Regions from separate parts of the Anas platyrhynchos genome. Here region 2 is linked to region 1. The links are chromatin contacts, called in public Hi-C maps. All regions are on one chromosome and are shown on one strand. The core of a region is the stretch at or near the end of the contact, and the rest is flanking DNA. Distances in the headings are between cores, read along the strand shown.

Region 1 (3,043 bases), core at 423-2,922:
TTTCAAGGGCATGCTCAGATACTAGCCTAGTGGTAGGGATGAGGTAAGAATACATTATATACGTAGCAATCAGAAGTCCCAGAAACCTTGAATTTAATGTCAGTGTCTGCTATAGAATGCATTGGGAAGCTAATGAAAGCAATCATTTCTATCGTCTTTTCTTCTTTCAGGTGGAGAGTCTTACTGGGGAAAACCTTTTAAAGATGAATTCAAGCCCAACTTGTCCCATACAGGACGTGGTGTTCTTAGTATGGCCAATTCAGGACCTAACACAAACAAATCACAGTTGTAAGTAGTCGCTTGCTCTTTGTATTTTATTGTTTCCCTCTAGACATTGTGTCTTGCTCCGTTAAGAAAATAAATGACATTTTATGAGCTACTCTTTAAAGCTCAGTCAAGTGAAATATTCTGTCAAGTGCTGCATATTGAAAACAGCGTTGCTACAGCTGCTGTTACCCAATCTAAGAGCACCATGAGGCATGTCGAGAAGACTTGTAGGTTTATTATATCGTTAATTTATCTTTTCTATTTTATGGTTTGTAGTTTCCATTTTTTCTCGTGTAACCCCACTCTTATCCCTGTGAAATCATTGTACCTCAGCACTCTGTTTAAATTTAGTCCCATATTGAACTTTTATTGAGTACTTAATGAAATAAAATACATACCATAATCCTTAGAAACATTGCTTCTTTTTAGTAGTCTGCTTTTAAATACATAAGAACAGTTCTGATTTCTACAAACTTACAGAACACAAGCATGACAGAGTGAAAGATCTGAGATAGAAAATTACTTGGTTTTCAGTGTGCGAAGCAGAATAAGGACTAAAATGTGGAAAAAAAATGAATTATGTAAGGAAGGAGAAAGAACAACAAATTAAATTTAAAATATCAAAGTTGTAATAACCTACTTTATATCTAACATAAATATGGATGTTTGCCAGCAGACTTCTGAAAATGCTCGGTGTCACTTTGAGCCATCTGTGTCTTGGTTGCTGTCTAGGTACTGCAAAGAAAAAACTTGTACCTTTATTGGGAACCCCGGGAGACTGTGTGTGTGTGTGTGTGTGTGTGTGTGTGTGTGTGTGTACAGTGCTATGTGTTGGGACTGGGTAGCAAGGGAGGGGACTCTTGGTGTTGGTCTTCATGATGCTTTGTATTATTATGGCTGGTAAGCTGTGCAACAGTGTGGTTAAATTTAATTAAACACAAGCGCTTGTCTCGAGGTGTTTAATAGGCTTACTCACGTGCTTAAGGCTAAGCACGTGTCGGGCAGTTTGCAGGACTGAGTTACTGTAGAGCTTATTTTGGATTTGAATGTTACTGCCAGCACTCAGGTGCTAAATTAGGGAAGAGTAGAGGCTTTAAAAAAAGGGGGGTGGGGGAGGTATTCAAGAAACGAGTCACAGACAGTTCATGAGTGATGTGCCATATTGAGTCACATCATCTGCTGCTGTAAATGCTTCCCTAAAATTTGCAAATGAAATATGAAATTCCTTTACACGTGAAGTCCTTGAGAGACTCCAGCTGCCTATATATTTAAAATGTCCTAGGCAGTGTTTAGAGACTTTGGGCAACTGTTGTGACCTTGAGAACTGGTTCTCTCCCCATAGGTGGTGGTCACTGCAATGCAAAGTGAGCTGGGTTCCCTGTGTAAAGGGTTGCTCAAGTAATGCTGAGGACTTCTCTCCCTGGATGACCCTGAGTTGTATTTATTCCATTGTCCTTCATTTTATTTTGACTGCAGTAATGGTTGAGGAGCTTTCTCAAAATATTTGCCTCTGCTCAGATTTTTTTTTTGTTACTGTCTGTATCTATTACTATATGCTATCTTAAGTGACCACCTGCTAATCTACATATTTGGATATCTAAGAAGAAAGTGGTGCAAAGAATCCATGCACAAGGCTAAGTTGTAATGTATGCCCTGTGTGGGAGTGTGCATTTACAGCGTCTCAAAGCTTTCCTAGGGCAAGCTACGTTTTAATAGATTGACTAGTAGATTGCAGCCCCTCCTATTTGCAATCATATAACTTCCTGAGGCAGTGGCTTATATGGAAAAGTGCTTTTGGAATGTTTATATATTTTTAGCCGTCTCAAATGTAGTGTAACAGATGGAGACAGGGAGGAGAGCCAGTACTGCATGTCCAGCCAACGTGGGCCATCGTGGTCTGCAGACCACAGAGTGGAAACCTCTGTCTCATACGCTTCTAGTCCAGGTCTTCCAAAGAAGCATTAAGCTTTAGAGAAAAGCTTTAGTAGTAAAGATTACTTTGGATTTTTTATTTCAGTTCCTGTGTTTAAATTTAAAAATAACACACATACACACAACTAAGAATCCAAGTTGCGCAGGTTTTCATTGCTTCTGACGCTTTCAAGTGTTCTTCTGCCATGTTTGTAACAAAACACAAATTTTCTCTCTCCAGAGGAGAGATGGATCATAGATGGTTCAATTTAATGGAAAAAATATATAAATGCAAATAGTAGATATCCAAAAAGATAAAAGTTTACACTGGCAGAGGGTTGTTGTGTTATATAACTACATTTGCTGGATACAAGCTCCCAGTCATGCACAAGAAATGTCCTCCTCAAGCAAGAACCATGTATCACTGTCCTGCAGTAAGCTTTCCAAAGCCTGCCTGGCCAAGGAGGCAGATGCTCTGATTATTTTTGGACATGGTGCAAACCACCATGTTTGGAGTACTGTTTGGGGATGTTAGTAAGGCATAAAAATGAGAAGCCCAAACTCCACAAATCCAAGACAAAACCCACAAAACGGAGAAGTTAAAGGGTATTTGGCCAGCTGGACTCCAGAAAAGAGAGAAATCTGTCTCTTTGCAGAGGGCTGTTACATACATTTTCTGGTTTTAAGCATAGCTTGCTATTGCTGAGTTTCAATGAGATAATATTCTAACCCTTATGTCTTTATTCTTTCCAGCTTTATCACATTCCGCTCTTGTGCATATCTGGACAAGAAGCATACAGTGTTTGGAAGGTACGTGAAACATATCGTGAGAAGCACATGTACTCTCCAGCATGTCTAAACCTAG
Region 2 (3,420 bases), core at 885-3,384, 45 kb before region 1:
CCTTTTTCTTTTTTGGGTTTTCTGAAACTTTCCCCCTCTCCTTCCTTGCTGCTGAACATGTGGATATCTGAGAGATACAAGCTTGTAAGAGGAACAGTGTTTTACAGGAGTGCATGCTGCACCACTACCAGTTGGCCTTTATCTGTCCGGAAAGGTGAATTTATTTTTCAGTTGCCTACATCTTTGGGAAACAGTGAGGGCACAGAAGATAAGATTTGCCCAGACTTACTGTTCAAGTGCTTTATCAAAAGGAGCAGTTTAAAACCCTCCAGTGTCATGAGTCACCAGCCAAGCTGCTGTGCTTCCTTCACACCTTGCTAATGGGGATTGTGGTGGCGGTAGGCAGTGTTTTATCCAGTAAGCCAGCTCTGGACACAGATAAATGTGTCTAGCATTATTTCTAATGTATTATTTCCCTTACAGCAAAAATGTATTTACATCTAGGTTTTACGGACTGAACAGATGGTCTCTTTTTATCCTTTTCCTTGTTTTGGTGGAAGTGTGCACATTGGATGGGTTTTTGTGATTGTGACACTCGAAAAACTAGCAACTGTGAAACACTTCAGCCTTAAATGAGATGCAGCATGAGGTTCCCACAGATCACTGCTTGCCTATTTTTCACTAAAATTGGAGACTAGATTTTCGATCCTTCTGCATAGTTTTATTGTCCATAAGCCATGTTGTATTTGGCTGCTTATCTCTGGACTGATAGACTTCCGGGCACATTAAGACTGCAGATTTAATCTTACACAAGAAACAGTACATCTTTATCTCATGGTAATTTCTGCTAATGCGCTCTTTGATACGGCAACATTATTGCTGGTATCTGCGAGCCATGTGTGTTATTAAGCGTATCTGTATGGTTCTATGGACAAGGGTTTGGTGACCATATGGTGTCAGTTTAATTAAAATTTAAATATGGAAATTCAGTGGTCTGGAAGTGGGTAACGAAGGATCTTTTGTGTCCATTTCCATACCAGTTCAGTAGCAGGGTGAAAGCCACGGTTAAAGCAGCAGTTTCACACAAGAATGTGAATTGAGGGTATTTTCTTAGTACTTGGTAGGTGTTGTGCATGTGACAAATATACTTATGCTGTTGAACTGAACATAGAAACCATAGCTTGAACCAGAAGACTATTCTGTCTTTTTGGCCACAGACCCCAATTTTTCCATGAAACATTGAACTACATGAATGTAGTTTACCTAATTAAACCAGTACTGCTGTTTCCCATCCCATGAAGTGTAGACTTGCTAAGAATTTCCAGTGACTTTTTGTCATCATTAAATCCATTTACAAGATCTGAAATAAATAAAAGTATACGTGGAGTTATTCAAATAATATTCAAACATTCAATTAATAATACCATATTTCTTGATGGTTTTATAGCAGGAAAAATTATATGAGGGCTTCTTGAAATGGGAAGTTGCATACAGAGAGTAAGAAGTGTCACCTCTAAAGGAATCAAAGAATTTAATACAAAATCAATCTGCTTGTGTGAAGTTAAATTTGCTACTTGGTAGGCAGCATTGTGTTTCATTATTAGCATTTGGTTTGGCTTTTTTTTCTATTTGAGTTAACTCCACATTGCTTGTTTTGGTGGGATGAGAACCACCCACGTAGCCATGCCAGCACCGGATGATTTTGTCCTCGTGTTGTCAACGAGTTCAGGTGTGACACACTAATTTTTCCCTGGGATAGCTTCACTGGATTACTGTGTGTTCCTGCCAGAGGCCATTAGGAAGAGTGTCCAGTTCTGAAGTAATTAGGAACTCTGTTAAAGCTGACAGAGTGGTGAGGTCTGTATTTACTAAATACAACTCCTGCTGCACGTCACCAACTCTAACCATGTGCAGTTAGAGAATCAAATGAGCCCATTTTGATTGTTTTTCGGCTGGTGTGTATCCAACGGGGTCAGAGCCTCATTAACAAAAAAGAACATGCTGCCACAGACCGAAGGGACTCAGAGAGTGTAACTAATTGATGCACGAGGATTGTAGGTCATATCTTCATGAGAGACACAGCGATGACAAAGAATGATTTAATTTGAAACAATCGGCGTACTTCATCTGCTAACTGCCACAGTGCCCCACTAACCTACGCTTCGTAATAACCTCTGCACTGGGTATCAGGAGAGGAGGTTGCCCTTTGGTATCCCGCAGGACCGAGCGGTGTCAGCTGACAGATGAGAGCAGGGCGGTGGGGCTTCTCGCCGCTGCCAGAAAGTAGGTCATGGCCAAAAGTAGCCTTGGCTGCCTTTGTGGAAGCGTGCCTGCGAGAGAGGAGTCAGCCGAGGAAAAAGCTCGCATGGGTTTTGGGTTTGTTTTGTAGCTCTTCCTTGCTGTGGAGCAGCTGGCATTACATGCCGTTAAATGCGTCTGCTTTCCAGCATTCCTGCATAAAATATTTTTAGAAGCGAATATACAGCTCTTGTTTCTGCTTAGGGGAAGTGGCGCATGCTTGTGGCCTTTCTTTTTTATTATGAATTTAGAATTTTAATTAGATCAAGTGGTTTTTTTTAATAACCATTGCTTTTTTCCTTCCTTTCTTCACTGGAAATTGACTGAAACTGGATGAATGGGGAGGAAACTCGGGTCAGAAACAGTTCTGAGCAGCAGTGTATTCAATATTCGAGCTCCCTCACGTTTTATTGCTAATATGGAATTCAGGAAAGCAAGTACTTTAACTCATTTAAGGGCTCATTCACTCCTGCTGTCTCTTCTCGTGAGGGCTGGTGCCTGTTTACGGTGTAATGGTCATTTCCATGGCAACAAACCCTGGCAGTGTTTAGGAAGCTTGGGCTTTTTTTTGATGGAGAATAAATAAAAGAAGATTCACCCACATGCGAGATAACCTTATTTTCAAATGAAATGAAAAACTCGGGGTGGGGCAGGGGAGATAAGATAGAGATGTGTGTCTCATGTTCTTTCACAGTTTCCTCTGTGATGTGTGCACCTTTCAGAATCAGACCTGCTGGAAGTCCTGTCCTGCGGGCTGGGCTCCCCCTCCGAGTGTACTTTGTGCAGAGTTGCCCAATGCTGCTGCCTCGGTAGGCCATGGCAATCTCTTGTAGCAAATCAGAGCCTGGTTTTGCTGTTCTGGTGCTCCAGAGATCTCCTTTGACAAATCCCTTTCCTGTCTTTCCTTGCATTAGATGCGTTCATCAACTTCTCAAAATATTTCTGAGCTGTTGCCCTGATTAGATTTTTCACACATTTTCTCATAGACAAGGCTCAGCCCGTTTCCATGCCTCTCCATAAATAGATTGCACAAACAACGTCCTTTATCAGTAGGAGGAAGTTCCCTCGTGATACAGGGGAGGGCTCAGGGGGTAGCTGTTGCCAGCTGAGCTGAAGCACGGTGCTGCTCAAGAGTTGACATGCCAAGGCCACTTTCCACGGGTTTGGTAGGAGTCTGGTCCA

What was found. A called contact is a pair of places that touch in the nucleus more often than the background predicts.
Region 2: a contact with region 1 is called in a Hi-C map of F5 follicle, with 1.9 times the contacts expected there. The contact joins two enhancer-like sites. A contact is called at or near these places in 4 of 8 Hi-C or Micro-C datasets (F1 follicle, F5 follicle, skeletal muscle and 1 more).

The regions. Positions count from the first base shown.
Region 1 is chr16:10,223,245-10,226,287 of IASCAAS_PekinDuck_T2T, reverse strand. It overlaps PPIL2 (peptidylprolyl isomerase like 2), which reads left to right. Exons shown (of 20, transcript XM_027469628.3): 15 at 171-288; 16 at 2,932-2,988. Among named protein-coding and RNA genes, the nearest start is that of YPEL1, 53 kb to the right of the region's middle. Within about 2 kb of position 1,672, at least 4 of the 8 cell types and tissues checked have an H3K27ac peak or open chromatin away from gene starts, as enhancers often do. A contact at or near this core is called in F1 follicle, F5 follicle and small yellow follicle, where this site is marked.
Region 2 is chr16:10,267,970-10,271,389 of IASCAAS_PekinDuck_T2T, reverse strand. All of the region lies in intron 5 of PPIL2 (peptidylprolyl isomerase like 2), which reads left to right. Among named protein-coding and RNA genes, the nearest start is that of PPIL2, 13 kb to the left of the region's middle. Within about 2 kb of position 2,134, at least 6 of the 8 cell types and tissues checked have an H3K27ac peak or open chromatin away from gene starts, as enhancers often do. A contact at or near this core is called in F1 follicle, F5 follicle and small yellow follicle, where this site is marked.